Regions from separate parts of the Sus scrofa genome. Here region 2 is linked to region 1. A link is a contact called in public HiChIP or PLAC-seq data. All regions are on one chromosome and are shown on one strand. The core of a region is the stretch at or near the end of the contact, and the rest is flanking DNA. Distances in the headings are between cores, read along the strand shown.

Region 1 (6,084 bases), core at 1,978-4,477:
TGTTAGTGGTTTCCTCAGAGGAAGCTCTGCCAGCGTCCTGTCGCACCACAGCCTCTGGGGCCTGGGGAAGCCTATTTGGGGTCAAGAGCAGGGATCAAGTTCTATCTAGCAGAGGCCCTGGCCTGCATCAGCTGTGGGACTCTGCAAGCTCTGGGTCACGTGTTGGGTGCTCACACCTGGAGAAATCGCCGAAGCAAGGCCGGGCCTGTGCATGAGAGTGAATGTGTGGCTTGAGCTGTCCAGGCAGGGCCCAGTGCTGCCATCCTGCCCTCTCGCTCCCGCCCCCCGCCCCCCACCTCGGGTTCTGGGGGATGGACCCGTTCCAGTTGTCCTGGTCCCCCTTGCTCTCCCCCTTCTGGGCTCCCATACGCATTAACCCTGACACAAATCTCAGCCTCTTCCTTTATTTTTCCATAAGAAATTAAACCGTCATGAGTGTTGTCTCCTGGGGGTGTAGCTTTCCCCGAAGGTTGAGGAAGAGGGCTGTTCAAGGGTGGGCTCCCGTGGGGTGGTACCCAGCACTCAGCTGACCCCTTCCTTTTCCTCCTCCCATCTCTCCACCTCGACCCCCTGGGAGCCCCCAGCCCCCCTCCTTCCACCACACACCGTCACTGCCCCCTTCCTCTAAGCCTCGGTCACCAGATGCCCCGGACCCAGAAGTGCCCCTGGGCCAGCATGCCTGTCTTCCCTGCCCTGCTTCACCTTCCCTTCCCCCGGGACCCAGGGACCCAGGGACCGATTGCTTGGTATTTTCTGCCTCCTCCCCATCGGCTATAAACTCTATGAGCGCAGCATTCTTTCTGTTCTGTCTGTTGCCCGCTCCATCCCCAGAACCCAGAACAGGGTAAGTGGAGACCAGGGCATCACTGAAGGACTGTCTGCCGACTGACTTACAGCCTGAGGAATAAAGGGTCTGCTGTTGAGAGAACTCGGGACCACATCTGGCTCCCTAGTCTCCTAAGTCTAACTTGGCCCCAGCTGGTGTTCTTCCCTGGCTGAGAATCTGGAAACCTGAATATCTTTTCTTCTTTCCTTTTTTTTTTTTTCCTTTTCTAGGGCCACACCCACGGCATATGGAGATCCCCAGGCTAGGGGTCTAATCGGAGCTGCAGCTGCCGGCCTACACCACAGCCACAGCAATGTGGGATCCGAGCCGCATCTGCAGCCTACACCACAACTCACGGCAACACTGGATCCTCAACTCACTGAGCAAGGCCAGGGATCGAACCAGCAACCTCATGGTTCCTAGTTGGCATTAACCACTGAGCCACGACGGGAACTCCTCTTTTCTTAGTTCTCTGGGATTATCTCCCCAGCCCAGTGGGAAGTGTCATCCCTTCTTGAGAGGAGTTCAAACTCCATGACCCATACACGTGTGGGCCAGGAGGATACCTCACTGCAGGCCATCCTGGAGGCCACACTCAACCTGTGTGGGTTCTGCCTGGCCTGTAGACGGCTCCAATTTTTATTTTTATTTTTGGCTTTTTAGGGCCACACCCATGGCATATGGAAGTTCCCAGGCTAGGGATCGAATCGGAGCTTCAGCTGCCAGCCTACACCCACAGCCACAGCAACTCGGGGTCCGGAGCTGAGTCTGCAACATACACCAGAGCTCAAGGCAATGCCTGATCCTTAACCCACGGAGCGGGAGGCCAGGGATCGAACCCATGCCACAGCAGTGACCCAAGCTACAGTAGTCACAACACCAGATCCTTAACCATTAGGCTGCCAGGGAACTCCAGGTTCTTGCATTTTGGTATGAACAAAATGCACATTTTGCTGGTTTAAAACATTTTTAAAAATGATTTAAGCTGTGCCCTACCATCTATTCGGGTGAGAATTTTGACTGAGAAAGATATAAAAACATGTTCTGGTCTCAGAGACAGGAGGTTTGGCTCGGCAACTGACTTGTATGATCTGGAGCAAGTAACTTAAGCTTCCTGATCCTCAGTTTCCTGGCCTCCAGAAGGGGATTTGTGCCGAGAAAAGAATTGGTACTGTGCCTGGCATACAGGGGTGTTTGATATGGTTGACATGTTGATGGCAATTGGAAAAACATTAAATAAAAATCCAAGGCATATAGCATGAAGCCTGCTTTATAAGGCTCACCTATGACATTTCAGGGGCGTTTCAGCCAGTGTCAGACTGATGAGGAATATGATCTAGGTTGGTGGTGGGTGTTCCCCTGCCCCCCACCTCAAGGCCATGTTCACTGTCTAGGAAGGACTTCTGAAGGACGGCAGCAGTAAAAACATGTATCAATTTGTCTTTCAGAAACAGGCAATATCTCAATGTGTCCAGCTCCTAAAATAGCACATTTGCGCCTTTAAAAATTCTGTGGTTTAAATAAAAATCAATGGCAGGGGAAAACGAAAAGGCACAGGATATCTGAATTGGAATAAATTTGAATTGTATTGCAACTAGGGGGTCTCGCAATTTTCTGCCCCGTGGCTCATAACTTTTCGGAGCCTCAGTTTTTCCAAGTATTGACACTCCTCAAGATAAAGTGGGGCAAAAAGCAATATATGGGCAAGTTTTAGCTTAGGGCCCCAGTCATAATCATTAATACCCTTTATGAGGTTGTATATTTGAGGTGGCCTGGAACACAGGTTTTGAGGTTAGGTCTGGGTTAGACTTCTGGTTCTACCCTTCGGCTCTGCTACCTTGGGAAAGTTATTTTGTCTCAAGGGGTTTGTGCAGCCTAAGCACTAAGGTGTGTGATATCTGGCTTAGAGCAGGCATCCAACATTATAATGAGGTTCTCCTTGCCGCCTCCTGGTCTCATCACTCTTTGGCTTTTTGATCCTTGTAGAGCCTGAACCACATAACATAGCACTTGATTATACACTGCCTTATATTGTCCTCTTGTTTTTTTCTCACATGCTCAACTCTGGCTCTTTTCATGAAGCTCAGGTCCTTGAAGGTGCCACCTGGGATGTAGATTTCTTTAGTATTCCCTCCAGGAACTCCTATGTGTACATGCTCCATAAATCTTTCCTGCCTTGAATTGAGTCTGATCGATGGGTCTTTCCCCAATGATTTCTCAAGGCTTCACCCAGATTGAGCTGAAACCCTTGGGAAAAATTGCAGCTGCCTGCCTAAGTCCCCAGTGACTGGAGCTGTTGGCTTTGCTGAAAATGACAAATGGAGAAGCTCAAGGGCCTGAGTGCCACCGCAGGCATCGGACAGCTAAGGAGAGGGGGCTGCTCAGCCCCCCTCCCTGTCTCTCCCAGCCACCTGACTCAACAGCAGTGCCTGTGGCTTTGTGGGACAGCTGTGGCCTTAAATGGCACCAGAGCTTAAGACGCTTCCCTTATTTACATAGCCGCTGTTTTAATGCCTAAGAGCAGTCCTTCTGTGGTCCCAGTAGGTAATCCGAATGAAAAGTTAAACAAACACGAACAAAGTGAGGGAGGGGTAGGGTAAGGATCTGGCTGCAGATTTTCAACATTCGCCTTTTGTTTCTCCAAAAGAATATGCCATTTAAAAGGGGAACTTTCCACCCTCCCAATTCCTCAATTATTTCGAATAGTTTACCCACTAGAAGAAGGACTAGAGACTCATTAAAGTCAAATAGTTGACCTTCAGTGTTGGGGCAGAGCTGAGGGATGGGTATGCTAATTTGCATATCTAAAGTAGCTTGTGAGTGTATTTGCATAATTCAAGACTGTAGTATGGGTATCAGGCTACTTTGTAGAACCCAAATCTTTTTTTTTTCCCTTTTGATTTTAGGGGTTGTAAAGTCCTTTGTTCATGCACTAATTTAACAAATATTTATTGAGCTAGGGGCTGGGTCCTGTGACTATCAGGTTTATTCACTGGGCAAATATATGTTAAATCCCCTACAGGCAGGCCCTGTGTCAGGTGCTGGGGACAGAAGCATGAATGAGATAGGTATGGGGTCTAGCTCTGCAGACCCAGTGGGGATTAAGAGGCAAATGAATGGCCAGTATAATGTATAGTGCAAATTGCTAGGAGGGATTTCACAGGTTGCTAAGGAAGTTCTCAGTGAGAATCCCAGATCTAGACTTGGGAGTTCAGGAGGAAGTCACAGCTAAACTAAGCCTGATAGAAAAATAGGGCGAGTTCCCATTGCGGCTCAGAGGTAACAAACCTGATTATTATCCATTAGGATGAAGGTTCGATCCCTGGCCTTGCTCAGTGGGTTAAAGGATACGGCTTTGTTGTGTACTGTGGTGTAGGCTGCACACTTGGCTAGGATCTGGCATTGCTGTGGCTGTGGCATAGGCCAGTGGCTATATCTCGGATTCATCCCCTAGCCTGGGAGCTTCCATATGCCATGGGCGTGGCCCTAAAAAAAAACGAAAACCAAAAAAAACCACAAAAACTCCCTGCACACACACAACTCTAAAAATAGGAGCTGGCCGGGTGTGGAGGTGGCTGTAGTGAGACAGGAGGGAAACTCTTTATAGACAGAGGATGTACGAAAGAATGGGAGGAGATAGGCTAGGTTACGCTGCAGTAAAAGAACTGCTCCCCCCACAAAGTAGCTTAACACGAGAACTGTTTCTTTCTCCCTCAAGAGAAGTTTGATGTGCATTCAGGGCAACTGTCCTCCATGTGGTGACTCAGTGATCCAGGATGCTTCCATCTCAAGACTCCACCATTTCAATATGTGGCTGAGGAAGAAGAGAGAGGGAGAAGCATTGGAAATTTATAGCTTTAACCCAGATGTAACCACTGGCTTCTGCTCAAAATCTGCTAGAACTAGTTACATGGCTCCATCTAATTGCCACAAGGCAAGAAATGTAGGCAAGCACATGTGATATTTGGTGAGTGACACTGCCTGTGCCATGCGGAGAGTGCATATAGCACCCTGGGAAATGGCAGGTCATTCTGGATGGCTGCAGCTTATTTTGTGTGTTTACTGGTGGTTGGTGGGCAAGATTGGGAGAGAAATTGTAAACAATGAGATAAGCTGAGGTCAGTCCCAAAGGGTTTTGTCATCCATTTTAATGTTGAGAAATTTGGATTTTGGGGAGACGTGGAAGAATTTTATTAGGATCACATTGACATTCCAGAAAGAACTTTGTTTTGCTTTCAGAGCTGCAGGTGTGGCATATGGACGTTCCAGGCTAGGGGTTGGATGGGAGCTGCAGCTGCTGGCCTATACCACAGACACAGCAACACAGGATCTGAACTGTGTCTGTGACCTACACCACAGCTCACCGCAACACTGGATCCTTATCCCACTGAGCGAGGCCAGATATTGAACTTGGGTCCTCATGGACACTAGTCAGATTTGTTACCACTGAGCCACAACGGGAACTCCCAAAAAGACCATCTTAAAAAGATCAGGCTTTCAGAGTTCCTGTTGTGGCGCAGCAGAAATGAATCTGACTAGGAACTATGAGGTTATGGGTTCGATCCCTGGCCTTGCTCAGTGGGTTAAGGATCTGGCCTTGCCATGAACTGTGGTGTAGGTCGCAAACGAGGCTTGAATCCTGCATTGTTGTGGCTGCGGCGTAGGGAGCTGTAGCTCTCATTTGACCCCTAGCCTGGAAACCTCCGTATGTCGTGGGTTCGGCCCTAAAAAGCAACAACAACAGCAACAACAACAAAAATCAGGCTTTCATACAGAGACTGAGAAGGAAGGAGAGGAGAGGGCAAGATTGGGGAACTGTTAAGAAGGGTTTGCAGTTGATCAGGTGAGAGATGACGGTTCCTGAACAAGGAAGGGGCTGTGAGGATGTGGGGGGGGGTGCATTCTCAAGAACTACACAGGATATGGTGGATAGAGTGAAGGAGAGGAGGGGGTAAGGGGGAAGCTCAGACATGTGGCTTGAGTGACCGGATGGGGAGTGGTCCTGTCCACCTGCTCAGGAAGCGGTGGGGGGGTAAGTGTAGGGAAAGACAATGTGCTCACTTTTGGGGTCATTGAATTTAGGGGTCTGTAGAACATCTAAGAGGAGATGTTCAAGGGACATCTAGATTTGGATCTATGGCTCTGGTGCTGAGGAGAGTCTGGCTGGTTATGTTAATTGGAGTCATGAATATGCAGATGGTATTGAAGTCATGACTATGGAAAGTTGAATTTATTTATTTATTTATTTATTTATTTAT
Region 2 (5,599 bases), core at 552-3,051, 240 kb after region 1:
ATGTTTTTCATGGATGAATAAAAATGCATCCTAAAATTCGTATAGAAATTAAAGGGACACTGACCAGCCAAAACAATCTTGGAAAAGAATAACAAAGTCAGAGGTCTGACACTTCTTGATACCAAAACTAATAACGCTGCAGGAATCATGACAGTGCTGTATCGGCATAAAGATAAACATGTAAGGCTAGAGGAATAGAGTCCAGATAAACCTCCCATGTATGGTCAACTTCAACAAGGGTGTCAAGACCATTCAAGAGCAAAAGGACAGCTTTTTAAATAGGCTTTATTTTTGATAGCACTTTTAGTTTCACAGCGAAATTAAGAGGAGGTACAGGCTTTTCTTATCTACTCCCTGGACTACCTTCTGGTGTAGCCTCCCCTGTTGTCAGCATCCCCCACCAGAGTGGTACATTTGTTGTAGTCGATGAAACTATGTTGACATATAATTATCACTTGTCTTCAACAAATCATATTGGAAAACTGTAAGACTCTTACTAGAAAACATAAGGGGAACGTTGCATGGTATTGATTTTGGCAATGATGGCAGTGGTTTCTTGGATATGATACTAAAAGCATAGGCAGCAACAACAACAAAAAAATGGACCATATCAAAATTAAAAATTTTTGTTCACTAGAGAACACTATCATTAGAGTGAAAAGGCAGTCCATGGAGTGGGAGAAAATATTTGCAAATTATATATCTGATATGGGGTTAATATCTAGATTATATAAAGAACTCTTTAGCTGAACAACAACAAAAACACAACCTGATTTGAAAAGGAGCAAATGACTTGAGTAGACATTTCTCTCCCCAAAAAAAAGATACGCATGTGGTCAATAAACACAAGAAAGGAAGCTCAGCATTGGGGAAATGCAAATCAAAACCACAAGGAGATACTCATTCATACCCGTTAAGATGGTTATCAATTAAAAAAAAAAAGAAAGAAAGAAAAAAAGAAAAAGTAAGAAGTGCCTGCAAGAATGTGGAGAAAATGGAACCCTTGTGCCTTGCTGATGGGAGTGTAAAACCATGCGGTCACATGGAAGATTGTATATCACTTCCTCAAAAAATTAAAAATAGAATTACTGTATGATTTAGTAATCTGCTTCTCAGTAGATACCCTAAAGAATTGAAAGCAGGAACTTGAACAGATATGTGTACACTCATGTGTGAAGCAGTATTCTTCACAAAAGCTAAAGGGTGGGAGCAAGCCAGATGTTCATCTATGGCTGAATTGATAAATTGTGGTATATGTGTAGGATGGAATAGTATCCGTTCTAAAAAGAAAAGAAATTCTGACACATGCTGCACCTGGATGACCTTGAAGACATTATGCTCAGGGAAAGAAGGTTGTCACAAAAGGACACACTCCACTGCTATGAGATACTGAGGTGTCTTTTTATTTGACACAGAACAGTTCTCCAATTCTCTAACACCAACTGGGTGTCTTACAATTCAGTTCAATTCTGACAGCAACTCCTTGGAGTTGGTGCAGACTCCAGTTAAGGACTCAGTCCCACTAGTCTGCCTCCACTGAAGATGCCCTTTGCAAGTCCCAGGGGCCGCCCATACTTCTGACTGACAGCTATAAATTGGGGTGGGGGAGTGCCCACAAGCCCTGCTCAGGTTCTATAATTGGCTGGAATGGCTCAGGGAACCCTGGTAAACACTTTACCTGCTGTTTTTGCTGGTTTATTTTAAAGGCTAACGTCAGGAACAGCCAGATGGAGATGCAAGAGCCTCTGTGGGGCCGCCCCCCTCCCAGGACTTTGATGTCATGTGCTCACCAGCCTGAGGGTTCACCAGATTTCCTTGCTCATGAGTTTTTCTAGAGCTCAATTTCCAGCTCCCTTCCTCTTTTCAGAAATGGGGCTGAAAGTTCCCAAACTCTAATCGCTTGGTCTTCTGGAGACCAGCTCCATCCCAAGGCTCTACAGGGGCCCCTCTCTCAGTCACCTTATAGCATAAACTCAGGTGGGGTGGAATTGGGTTCCTTATAACAAAGGACATTCCTGTCACTCAGGAAATTCCCAGGGTTTAGAGCTTTGTGCCAGGAACCAGGGCCAAAGACCAAATATGTTTTTGTTATACCACAGCTACCTGGAGTCATCGAATTCGTAGAGACAGAATGCAGAATGGTGGTTGCCAGAGGCTGGGGGAGGACGGGGTGGGGAGTAAGTGTTTAAGGGGTACAGCTTCAGTTTGGGAGGATGGAAAAAGTTCTGGAAATGAATGGTGTTATGGTTGCACAATAATGTAAATGTATTTAATGACACTGAACTGTGCAGTTAAATATGATTAAAACAGTAAATGTTATGCTCTCTATATATTTTACCATGACCAAAAAAAAAAAAAAAAAAAAAGTAACACTGCTTGTGAGGTGTTCCTTCTGGCTAGGTACCTGGGTACCTGCTCCTCCTCTGCCATCATCTCCTCAGTTTCTGTGCTGGGGAAGGATGTTCTTTGCCCTTGTGGGTGCTTGCTGAGTTGGCGTGGATACAGGCCCTTGTGTTTTCTGGCGATTTGGGTTTCCTCTTCTTCCTTAACTTTAACTGTCCTCTTTCCCTCTTCCTCCAGCTCCTCTTCCCACTAAATGGGAAACTTGTCAAAGGACTGGAGCCTGGACTAATACATGTCTCCCGCCTTTCAGGGCTCTGGGCATAATAGCTGCTTAAATATGGATGGAGAAATGAATAAACACGTGTTCCTTTCCTGAAAGGAGTTGAGGTGATCACTCAGCTGAGAGCTCGGGCGATTGGAGGAAGGGACTCGCATGCCCTGATTGGCTTCCTGACCTGATGCAGTCTTACCCCTTGGGTGGAAAGAGCTGTTCAGTCCTTACTGGGTGCCTTGAATTCTGCTAGACCCAGGATGGGCGAGGTCACATCTTTAGCTCCTCTGTGTACCCTTGAAATAAGACCCTTGACTTTTCTAACTCTTGGCTTCTTACTTTAAGACGGAGATAATATTGGCTATTGCAGAAGGTCGAGGAGAGGAGTAAATGAGACAGGAGGGGAGGGCAGTTAGGGACAGTTTATCAGATAGGAAGTGCTAAGTGAAGAACAGAGCTGTCGCTGCTATCATCGATAAAGGTAATTGGGAGTTCCCGTTGTGGCTCAGCAGGTTGAGAACCTGACATAGTGTCCGTGAGGATGTGGGTTTGATTCCTGGCCTCACTCACTCTGTGGGTTAGGCGTCTCGTGCTGCGGTGTAGGTCTGCCCATCAGACCTTAGTCTTATAAACCTGACTCTACTGAAGGAAGGGGGGTGCCCCGGCTTATCAGGTGGCCACAGCTGTTTTCCACTGCCTGATTCTTGATCTTTGTCCAGCAATACTGTTAACAGGATGTCCTTCCCTTGCCTTCACCTCCCTCAACCCCCGACATCAAACAGCCCCCTGTGGATTGGTTGGATCCTCATCAGGGATGATAAGGCACCACAGAGTTAAGGTGGAAGCTGGTGTTTCCTCTTCTTTCTTCTCTGTGCCCTGACTGCTGTCTCGTGCCCTCCCAAACTTAACCCCAGGGAGCGTCTCCCCTCTCTTGGTTCTGCAGGATGAAGGGCTCCAGAAGGGAGGGGGACAGAAGCTGGAGCAAGGTTGGGGGTTGTTGTGCTTCCTTTTTTCTTTTCTCCTCTTCTCTGGAAATTCCTGATTGCTGCCCCAGATTGGCTATGTTGGCGTGGCTGGGTCTCCCGTGCTGGCTCTGGAGGCAGCCGTCTATGCACAGGGGCATTCGCCATGTCCATCTACTCCCAAATGTAGTAAGTGAGTGGCCATGAGTCATGGCATTAAAGCAGAGGTCCATCGCCATGGGCTGTCAGTCTGGGATGGTGCTGCCCCTTGAGCAATTCTCGAGTCCACTGACCTTTTTCTTGGGCTTCATGTCTGGTATGGATGTGTCTCTGGGCTTCTCAGGGCACTCACTCAGGGGCACTGAGCAGCTAGGCAGGAGCACGCACCCGTCCCACCACCTGTCCCTGCCTAGGCTGCCTATGGAGCCCAGCTGCTGCTGGGAATTAGCTCTTGATTCCTTTCCTTGAGGCAGTGGAGGTCAGTTTGGGTTTTTTTTGTTGTTGTTGTTGTTTTGTTTTTGTTTTTGTTTTTGTTTTTTGCTTTTTAGGGTTGCGCCTGCAGCATATGGAGGTTCCCAGGCTAGGGGTCAAAGCAGAGCTGCAGCTGCTGGCCTACACCACAGCCACAGCAACGCCAGATCCAAGCCTCGTCTGGGACCTACACCACAGCTCATGGCAATGCCCGATCCTTAACCCACTGAATGGATTCAACCTGCATCCTCATGGATATTAGTCGGGTTCATCACCGCTGAGCCATAACGGAAACTCCAGGGTCAGTTGCTTTCAAGTGTGGTCCTTGAAGCTCCAGCATTAGAACCACCTGAGTTTGTTTGCAATGTAGATTCCTGGGTACAGGGGAGTGGGTGGGTGGAGGGGGGCGCTCAGGAATCTGCGGTTTTGATTCTCTGCCTGAGCTTGTTTGAGAACTCCTGCTGTGGGAGCCAAGAAACCCCAGCCTGGTTCTGCCAGCACCTGTGTTTTGGGACCTCAAACTGGACACCTGCTCTCTCTGGGCGACAACTTCCTTGTCTGTAACAAGAAACCCAGGGCTCACAGGGTGGCCACCCCAGTTAAGCGTTAAGCAAGTTGCGAAAGCTCCTGAACTAGATGAGCTTCCGCAAACATTCATTGAGTCCATATCTGTCTTCTCCCACCTCGTCAAACTCAGGTTCTGCAACATTCTTTCTGGAACCTCTGGATTCTCAGCTGCTATCCCAGAAATATTTGCTGGCAGATCCTCCCACCTCTCTGGGGCCATAGGTGGGGAACTTAAGCAGACCTGCTGGCTGTCCACTCTCCTTGCTGATGGGTTAGGTTGAAGCTGGTATCATCACCCTTCTAGAAATGGGTCACCCCCCACAAGACCTTGCTTGTAGAACACAGGCTAGAAGAGGCCATGCCTGGCATGCGGTGGGGGCTGAGAACATGTGGATGGAAAGACGGATGACTGCTGTTCTGGTTTTACACCGGAGCACTGTCTTCTCATTGCTGAAGGAAGATTCTGGAGCACATTCTGTGATTGCCAATGAATAGTGCCTCAACCTTGGCCTCGGGAGCCTGGGAGAGGTGGTGGGTAGGGAAAGAATGCAGCCTGACCAACCCTCTTACTAAGCTTCTTCACCTTTTATGAAGCTCCTGAGAAAGTCCCCTCCATCTGTTTCCTCACCTCTAAGCACTGGAAGCGGGGCCTCAGGAAGAGCCGCAGGTGGTAGAGCCCCTCCTCCTTGGGGCTGGCTGGCTGGGGGAGCCAAGGCCTGGGAAGACCCGGCCACTAAGAGACATTCTCAGCTGCTGGCCTTGGGACAGACATGTCAACAGTGGCATTATCTGCGAAGTAAAGGCAAGTCCTTGGGAATGTTTGGTTCTCCCAAGGCCACTGTGGGGATAGGAGTTGTGTTCAAGGGCCTAGGTGGCCACCGTCACTTCATTTAGGGACTCGCAGAGGTGTCATTGTCTCCCTGCACTGCTTGACTCACTGTCTAGCAAGAACTTTGATAAGATGGACAGAATACCTGTTACCTAC

What was found. HiChIP or PLAC-seq counts read pairs in DNA pulled down with a chosen protein or histone mark.
Region 2: a contact with region 1 is called in an H3K27ac HiChIP or PLAC-seq map of alveolar macrophages. The contact joins two enhancer-like sites. A contact is called at or near these places in 1 of 5 promoter capture datasets (liver) and 1 of 2 datasets of contacts at active chromatin or transcription factors (alveolar macrophages).

The regions. Positions count from the first base shown.
Region 1 is chr7:98,486,069-98,492,152 of Sscrofa11.1, forward strand. No RefSeq gene overlaps it. Among named protein-coding and RNA genes, the nearest start is that of FOS, 40 kb to the left of the region's middle. Within about 2 kb of position 3,228, at least 8 of the 83 cell types and tissues checked have an H3K27ac peak or open chromatin away from gene starts, as enhancers often do. A contact at or near this core is called in alveolar macrophages, where this site is marked.
Region 2 is chr7:98,726,735-98,732,333 of Sscrofa11.1, forward strand. All of the region lies in intron 2 of FLVCR2 (feline leukemia virus subgroup C cellular receptor family member 2), which reads left to right. Among named protein-coding and RNA genes, the nearest start is that of FLVCR2, 11 kb to the left of the region's middle. Within about 2 kb of position 1,802, at least 6 of the 83 cell types and tissues checked have an H3K27ac peak or open chromatin away from gene starts, as enhancers often do. A contact at or near this core is called in alveolar macrophages, where this site is marked.